Regions from separate parts of the Gossypium hirsutum genome. Here region 1 is linked to region 2. The links are chromatin contacts, called in public Hi-C maps. All regions are on one chromosome and are shown on one strand. Each heading gives the region's core, a stretch centred on a gene start, on an enhancer-like site or on the middle of the called end of the contact. The rest is flanking DNA. Distances are from core to core; before and after follow the strand shown. Region 1 has its middle 59 kb from the start of LOC121207816. Region 2 holds the start of LOC107934526 (purple acid phosphatase 8).

Region 1 (4,669 bases), core at 918-3,417, 220 kb after region 2:
AGCCGTATATCTTTAAGAGCGATAGGAATTCCAACATAACTTGTCGGATGGTTCCACCTAATTAAATAAATTTTCAGCATATAATTTTATTTTAAATCTATGGAATAATTGTAAAATCAAATAAAAATTTTACCTTGTTATGAGTGGGAATGTATATGGATGGTTCACTTGAGGACGTAAAAATGGAAAGCGAAACCGAGCCTATGATTGTAGTAGTGACAGTTAACCTCTAATTTTTGATTTATTTGGTGGCGTCATCCCGCACATCTCTCGGTATAATGTTGCCAACACGGCAGATCCTCAACTAAGTTCGCTAGCTGCTCTAAAATCAACGAGTTTCAGCAGCCACCTCAGATGTATGAGGTTTCGTGACAAGTTCAGCATCAGATAACCTTAAATCATCTCAAGGATGTATGCCCGAGCATATCGTATTCTTTTTAATTCAGTCGAATCATTCCCTGGCTCGGGAATGTGTCTTGTAACTAGCCCATCTCGATCCGACCTCCGTAAATATTATCCAGAATCGCACCCAAAAAATAGTAGCATATGGCTCTCCAATCAGCAGATTGAACAGACTCGGTGAGTGCCACACCATCCACCGGCGATCCTAATTGTAACTGGACGTCCTCTAAAGTGATAGTACACTCTCCGCATGGAAGATGGAATGCGTGCGTTTCCGGTCTCCACCTCTCTATTAACAGGCTGATGAGTTTTGAGTCCAACTTGCACCCTCGGCCTATAGTGGCCGCGTGCCAAAAACCTGCTTCCTTCAAGTAATTTTCTATCAACGGTGATGGCAGACCAGACATGTTACGAATATAACATTGTAATACTCGATTTACACTGTTATAAAAAATTATAAAATACAAATTAATTAAAATTACATAAATGAAAAAATATTAAACAATATTCAAAAATTAAAATTAATTAAAATTATATAAATAAAAAATATTCAAAAATATTCAAAAATTAAAATTAATTAAAATTACATAAATAAAAATATTAAATAATATTCAAAATTTAAAGTAAACCGTTACCATTTTCATTTGTTCGACGGAGATATGTTTATGATCGAGATGAATTAATTCCCCAACCATTGCTAACACGATCAAATAATTTTGAAATTATAAAAAAATAATAGGAGGAGAGGGGGGCCTTATGGCCGTTGGGTATGCCCCCAAGGGAGCTTTTTTGCCACATCAGCAAAACGCTTCCACGTAAGCACATTTTGCTGATGTGGCAAAAAGCTCCATTGGGGGCGCGCTTGCTGGCATTTTCCCCCTTAAACGTAGCCACGTAGGCGCGTTTTGCAAAAAAATAGCCTTTTTCGGTAAATAATGGTATAATTGACCCATTTCGTAAATTTACTAAAAAATGAGCCTTTTTAGGTAATTTAGTCAAATTAGACCAAAAATATGTTCTTTTGGTTTCTAAAATATAAAATGCATGCATAAAAAACTAGTTTTATAGTATAACAATTTAAAAAAATTGAAAAAATAATAATATTCTTTTATAAATTTATATTTCTTGTAAACTTTTAAAATTTTATAACTTTTATATATTTTATTTTTAAATAATTTGTATATTAGCTCAGTGATTTTGAATATCACATGTATACTTTTCCACCTCCATCATTAATTTAATGTTGTTGGTCAGCGCTCAAAAGTAATTATTTAAGGTAAAAGAATTATAAATTGTTTATATTAAGTTGGGGTTATATTTTGTTCTATTTATTAAGAATTAAATAAGTTTTTGCATATTAGATTAAAAAGTAAATTAGTTATCATGTTAAAAATTTTATCCATTTCTATTATTATAAATTAGAAAGTGTATGTCAGCATGAGGTACATATGTCATATCATGTGTCATTGTTTAATTATTTCAACAGCCACATTAGTTTTTATCAGTGTAAATGGATGTAATTTTTAACAAAAAAAAGAGATCAATTTACTTTTTAATCTAATATATAGAAATTAAATTACTCATTTTTTAAATAGAGAAGACAAAATATTGACTCTTAATAGAAACACCTCCATGACCAAACAAAATAAATAAATTTTAAATATATCAAAGTTAAAATATTCGAAAAGTCATAAGTTTTTGTAAACAAAAGCAAATTAAAAACTCCGTTTTTTTTTCATTATTGGGAACTGTGGCATTGGTTTCGGCCTAATCAAGCTAAGCCCAAATACTTCAAAGGTCTATTGTTTTATATGGGCTTCTCCTGCCCCCACTTTAAATCCATTTTCACCCCTTAGTTTCAAACCCTTTTTTCTTTTTTTTTTTGAACTTTTTCCCCCTATTCCGTTGAAAAGCAAGAAATCCTATTAATTGATGAATATATAACAGTTCTTTAAAATAATATGGGGATCCTATTATTTCTTTGGTAACAATAGCGTAATGAAAGTGAAATCGTATAAGAGGAGTAACTGTAATGAAACCCTTCTTTTTCTTCTTTATTCCCCTTTTAAGGCTTCTCATATGGACCATAAACTTTTCTATGGAAGGTGACAAGGCCCACAATCAATCAAAGATGGGGAAGTTGGCCTTTCCTATACCTAATTTATTACTTAGTTAAATAAAAAAAAGAATTGCATTTCTCACTCTATTAACAATTAATAATTCAATTTAAGTTTCCAGCCCAAGATTATATTCTTAAAAATAATTTATGCATTGTATAAATAATTTATTTGATGTAATCATAGATAGAATTCTTGAATACATCACTTGGTGTGCCCACTAGGAAGTTAAAAATTTTCATTCAAACTCAACTTGATTAAGACATTTTAACCCCTAAAATATGCTACAACTTGAGGATTATATACCCTATTCATTGCCATCATCAACACACTTGATAGCCCGACAACTTAACTACTTTCTTCAAAACCACATATTACATTAATTACTACACTCTAACCACTAATATTGTTTGAATGTGGATTGAACACCAGTCGGGGTATCAATTTAGAGGGGACTTTGAGTCAGTTGATTCGGAAATCGATATGGATCGATTCAACCAGACAAAAAATCTGTTGAACTGAATCTTTTAAATTTTTTTTTAATTTTTAGTAATTTTTTAATTGAATCTATCATATTGATAAATCAATAACTTAACTGATTTGATCACTAATCTGATTTAAAAAATATTATGAATATATATATATATTTTGCAGCAAGCTGTGAGGCTGTGACAATGTAAGATGTTGGCGTTGGATTCTCCATTGAAATGTCCTCAAGTTTTTGTGAAGACTTTAGAAATTCAACCAACAGAATAGATTTTGATTAGTGTATTTGAGGAATAGCTGGGATTTCATTTCTGTCAAATAATGATTAAAATATCTATCAAATATTTTATAATATTCATTTATTTGTTAAATCGAGTAGTAAAAAATTTGTTATCTTTAAATAAAATTTTGAATTTAAATTTTATGGATAAAATAATTCCCCCATGGTCTTATCATATCTATAACAAAATCAAACACTTGGTTGTTATAATCTGTTTTATCCTGGTGGAGGAATTTGGAGAATAGATATGATTACCCATAGCCCTGATTGATGCTATAATTAAGCTAGTAAATGTTGACGGACCTTCCATCAAGCAGAAAAAGAAAAGAAAAGAAAATGTATAAAATTGTACATCTAATTTTGCATTGAATTGATATTTGTATAATATCCTTTTTGCATTATAGAATTAATCTTTTTGTATATGATGATGAATATATATCAAATGAAAGGACTAACATATTTGACTTGTTGGCCTCAATTATTAGTGGGTGAAGTCTCTTTCATTAATAATGCCTCCTGCAAACATACACACCCATTTACAACAATGTTTTCCTCACAAGGAAGAAAACCAGGCAGCTTTCTGTAAGTAATAGCTGCAAGCCTTCAGCTTCTATTCCCGACACTTTGCCAAAACAACAATAATAGCCAATTGAATCTTTAATGCAGAGATTAACAAAGTTTAGTATCAAAAGATATACAAGGCAAGAAGCTATTATGATGAACAATTGCAAGGTTTTCATTCATAAAAATTGAAAACACAGAGTGGGGTCAAATCCATGGACTTCTCGAGACATAAATTGACCTGACGACCACCATATTGACCACCCTTCTTAAGATTTTGTCTTGAGATTTTTTAATTTGTTTGGCAATATCATTCATGATCGGCATACATTTCTCAGGGTAAAGACAAGTGCATAGCGACAAGGAAACTTTAAAAGGAAAAAAATTATATATAATACTGTGGTCATAATAAATAACATATAGTATATGTTTTTGACTACTCATTGATCCAACAGTAAATGAATTTACATTCATTAAAATTTATACATATATGGTGCATGCAGTGGGGACTTTCTTTTAACTCTCTTTCCAATCAAAGCTTTAAACCCATAAAATTTTCTTTACTTTTTACAGGAAAGAAGATGTGGGTAAAATTGTGTGGAATAACAAGGAGTTTCATAGTTACGAATAAGTAATCTTTTTTAAAGAGTAAGAATGTATATTTATATGATATGATTACTGTCAAGTTCGACCTTGGACAGCTGCAATTTTGAGGGTTATTTGAGATTGCAGCCGCCTAGGAACCAGAAAGAGACCCAAAAAAAATATTTTTTAACTTTTAATTTGAGAAAAAAATAAATTAATTAATTAAATTAATTAATTA
Region 2 (4,386 bases), core at 490-2,989:
ATATCTAATTGCTCTCCGATTTTCCCCATCTGAGCCATTAAATTTTTATCATTAAATTAAAAAATCAATGTTTTATCGATATATCTTATGGTTTTTTATATAAAAAATAAAATTGCTTTGAGTAATTTGTAATAATGGTTTACTACCTATTTTGGATCTTATACTATACAAAAATTATCAAATTGGTCCTTAAAGAAATTTTTTTTGTCATTTTAGCCAGTATACTTTCTTTCCATTTATCCGTTACTATTTCAAAAAGCACTAAGTAAACCAATGAAGTGATACCACTGTGATGAAAAAAAATTCAAAATAATATCATAAATTCAAAAAAAATCATAAAATCCAAAAAGACAAAAAAAAGGCTTAAAAATTCTAAAAACTAAAGATTCATTAATTAATTTTAAAATTATAAAAAATAAATTTCATAAAATTTAAAAAAAATAATCTAAAAAAACCTAAAATTCCAAAAAAAAAGTAAAATTGGACATCTAGAATTTATTTTGAAATTGTTATCTTTTTGGAAATATATAAATATATAAAATTATTTTTAAAATACAGATCTAGATTCAAACTGGAAAAATGCATGTCTAAGGTTAAATCTAAAATGCATTTTTTTAATTGAAATTTAAAAAAAATGTAGGTTTGTTTAGAATTTTAGGTGTTTTTAGAAAGTTTTAAAATTTTATTTGTAAGGTTTTTGCACTTTAGGTTGGATTCGCTTAGGTACTTTTCTTAATAGAAATTGTGAATGGTGTAACAAAATAAACATAAACGGAAAAAATTACAAAGGCTAAAGTGATCCAATTTATGTATAATATGGGAGGTACTAAACCTAAAATAATGTAAAGAAGAATTGTTAGGTGAAAATATTTTTACAAGGGAAATGGGATATAGGAATTTATTTAACACCAAATTTGTATTGAGTGATAATAAAGTTTTTTTTTAAATTTTTTGGTTCCAATACGTGTATAGTTAGGATTGTGATTTTGGATAGGTGTAGAGATGTGATTGGTTGGAAACGGCCAAAACTGAAACAGGAATTTTCTAGTCCAAACTATATGAAACCCAATCAACGTGTGAGAGACTTACGAAACTGGCTAACTTTGTCCATTCCCCTCACTGTTCTCACTTGAGGAATATTAAACTGTAAAAAGAAGAAAAGAAAAAGAATCTGGGATTTTATTTGGAATTATACCATTCCAAAAGTTTTTTAAAATGATTAGACTGTAAAAACAATGTTCATTGGCATCTTCATTTTATTCTATTGGACTTTAGTAGATAGTTTTGTTGGATATAAAATTTTAAGACGAGTGATGATGGAATTCCTAAAAAGCTTCGGACCAAAATGATTTTCTTCTTAATAACAACCAGAAAGAAAGAGGAGAACGTTACTTGCGTTTTCATAAAACATTTAATGACAACTTTTAAGAAAGTAGAAAAGCAAAAGACCTGAAAAGCAACTTGAGATTGGTTATAGTGTCCTCTCCTTCCCCAGTCTCCGACCACCAGGAAGCTCAGAGACCCATCTGGTTTGCCTGCGTGTTCAAACCGCTCAAGCTCTGCCACACACGATATTACAAACAACCCAACAACCAACGTCCACGACACGAGCCTTTGGTTCATAGCTTTTTTGGTTGGAACAACCATATTTATGTGAAATGAGGTGAGAGTAGGGAGGCAAGGCAAGGTAGAAAATGAAATGAAGAGTCCTGCTATCCACGCTATTTGTAACCAGTTGGAGCATATAATATGTTTTTACGAGTGTAGGATTAAAAATCATTTTAAAAGTCCCACGAAAATTCCTTAGAATGACGTAAGGCTATAAGATTGACTGAATGAAAGCATACATTAATAAGAAAGAACCAATAACCCACCAAACCTTATGGCCCAAACTGGTCTTAAATCCACCAATTAAGTTAGCTCTGACTTCATCCTACTCTTTTAACTTTACCTCAAATCTGCTATTAGCTGTTGTGTGTTCTCTATTTCATCCTTATATTTATTGATTAAATTGCCTGGAATTTTGTGAAAAATAATAAATTTACATAATTAAAATTTTAAAATTCAAAAAAAAAAATCTAAAGGTTAAATCCAATAGCAAATTATCTTCTAACTTATCCATATGTTTGCTAGGTTTGACAATTAGTTAGTTGGTAAAACATCAAGGAATAGGATACGTTTAATTTTGTGGTCTCTCATGAATCATGACTTCGTTTTTCCTAGTACCTCTATGCAATCACACACAGTGAACCAGTGACCATTTATAACACAGCAACAAGAAGCATATGGCTGGTGGCATCGGAAAATATGTCGACTCCTGTGGCCTCACTTCACGTGCCTTTCCCACAAACTAAAACCCTTTCCCAGTTGAATGGCTCTTGAATTTGATGATGCAATTATGTCCACTCCTAGGGCCTTACTTTACACTGCTCTTATATAACCCATGAATGTTGATGTTTTTTGGGGTTCAAAATTTTAATCCCTATTTTATTATCATCCCAAGTTAGTGAAGGTATGTAATGGATTTGACTTTAAATAAGATTTTGTTTGAGTGATTACAATATTATATATTTAATTAAATTATTATCGAAATAAAATATATAAACCAATAATATAAATATTAGATTATGGTACATCCACGTAATATGTTTATTAAAAATTAACATGAAACTCAAATACTATTTTAATTGAAATGGTAAATTTAAAAAATTTTATGTTATGATAAATAGGATTCAAATCTTGATCATAAATATATATATTTAAAATTTTATATAAAAATACTTTCAATTTAATATTTATTACTTGATTAAAATAAAAAAAATTCTAATAATTTATTACTTTATTACAATCTTTACATGAAGTATAGGTATATTGTTACCATCAGAAGTATTTAATTATATATATATCATATCAAATAAAGTTTTGAAAAGAAATAAAGCACGGGGCAAAAACATCTTCCTTTTTTTATTCCACTTCCAGAAAAGAAAAGAAAAAGATTCTTTATTAACTTCCTCTCTTATTGTTTTAATCTGAAAAGAAAATACCAGGCTTGATGGTTCTCAAAACAACAGAATTAACTTGCACAAAATAAATTAAAATAATAAAATAATGCAATATAAAAATATGGAGAAATTCACTTCCAAGCATATTCATAATTTTTTAATTAATTCAATATTTTAATTTAAAATATTATTTATATTAATATATATTAAATGATTAAATTTTTTTAAATAAAAATAATAATTAAAATTTTTTAATCTATGTCAAACTTTCTTAATCTATATGATTAGAGTATAAAATATAACGCTTGAATTATTAAACCATTTAAATGTTACGTCGATATAAATAGATCCCTCTCATAAATATAATGTATCAAAATTTAATAATATAATTCTACCAAGCGTCAACGAACCAGGTAATGATTGTTTAATTTTATTTTATTTTTATAATGAGTAGATGATATTATTGATGCCCATACAAGGATCATCCTAACTCTTTACTGCTGGGCAAACAAATTTGTCTTTAATATATTTATGTTGATAACTATGTCTTCTATCAATTTCATGCATTTTGATTTGTGGTCCTATGAAACCATCAACTAACATTTTTGAAGGAGACCATCTGTTGGGAATTTCGACGAATTTTCCTATTTCTTTGTCATATACTCTCTTCATCTTCTTCTTCTTCTTTTTGGTAAATGGTTTAATTATTTTTCAATTCCTGTACTTTTTTGAAATTTTGGATTTCAATCTATCTACTTGTGTTTAATTTCAAAATTTTATTTATCAACATTGTTAATTCACTTATTTAAGATTTGAATATGTGTAATTAATTGAATTTTAATTTTTAAATAAAATCTTTTGATTTAAAAATCAACAAAAGTCCTTATCAATTGAATTATAAAGTCTAAATTATTAAAATTAAACTAATAAGTTAAATTTCAAAAATTCAAAGTGAAGACTTAATTAAATTGAAAATAAAGAAGGGAAAGAGATAAAAGAATTGAACAGTGGTGTTTGGTTTTATTTTCCTTTCTAAAATATTATAGATTTATTGTTATAAATTTATATGAGGACAAATTTTTATTTTATTGTTAAATAATAATCTATTTTAATTTTGCATTTCTTCCTTTGCACTTTATACGAATTAATGGAATTTTTGTATACGTTACAAATAAAAATTTACAAATGTATTTGATACGAGATCAAAGGCCCGACAAATGCGTTCCAAACTAAATGGGACCATCCAGGAGTTTGTTAGTAAGGCCTTAGATGCGTACACAAAAGAAAGGGAAAATCAAGATTTCAAATATTGGGAATCTTGGTCCAAGACACCAAATCTTGCAGCCAAAGCGCATTGGATCTCCATTACGAGCATCAACGATTC

Evidence for each region. A called contact is a pair of places that touch in the nucleus more often than the background predicts.
Region 1: a Hi-C map of leaf shows a contact between it and region 2, with 3 times the contacts expected there. The contact joins the enhancer-like site here to the promoter of LOC107934526 in region 2. A contact is called at or near these places in 5 of 34 Hi-C or Micro-C datasets (callus, hypocotyl and leaf).

The regions. Positions count from the first base shown.
Region 1 is chrA01:73,598,109-73,602,777 of Gossypium_hirsutum_v2.1, forward strand. No RefSeq gene overlaps it. Among protein-coding and RNA genes, the nearest start is that of LOC121207816, 59 kb to the left of the region's middle. Within about 2 kb of position 2,168, at least 2 of the 9 cell types and tissues checked have an H3K27ac peak or open chromatin away from gene starts, as enhancers often do. A contact at or near this core is called in hypocotyl and leaf, where this site is marked.
Region 2 is chrA01:73,381,372-73,385,757 of Gossypium_hirsutum_v2.1, forward strand. It overlaps LOC107934526 (purple acid phosphatase 8), which reads right to left and starts at 1,740. Exons shown (of 6, transcript XM_016866977.2): 1 at 1,450-1,740; 2 at 1-29. The coding sequence starts at 1,647.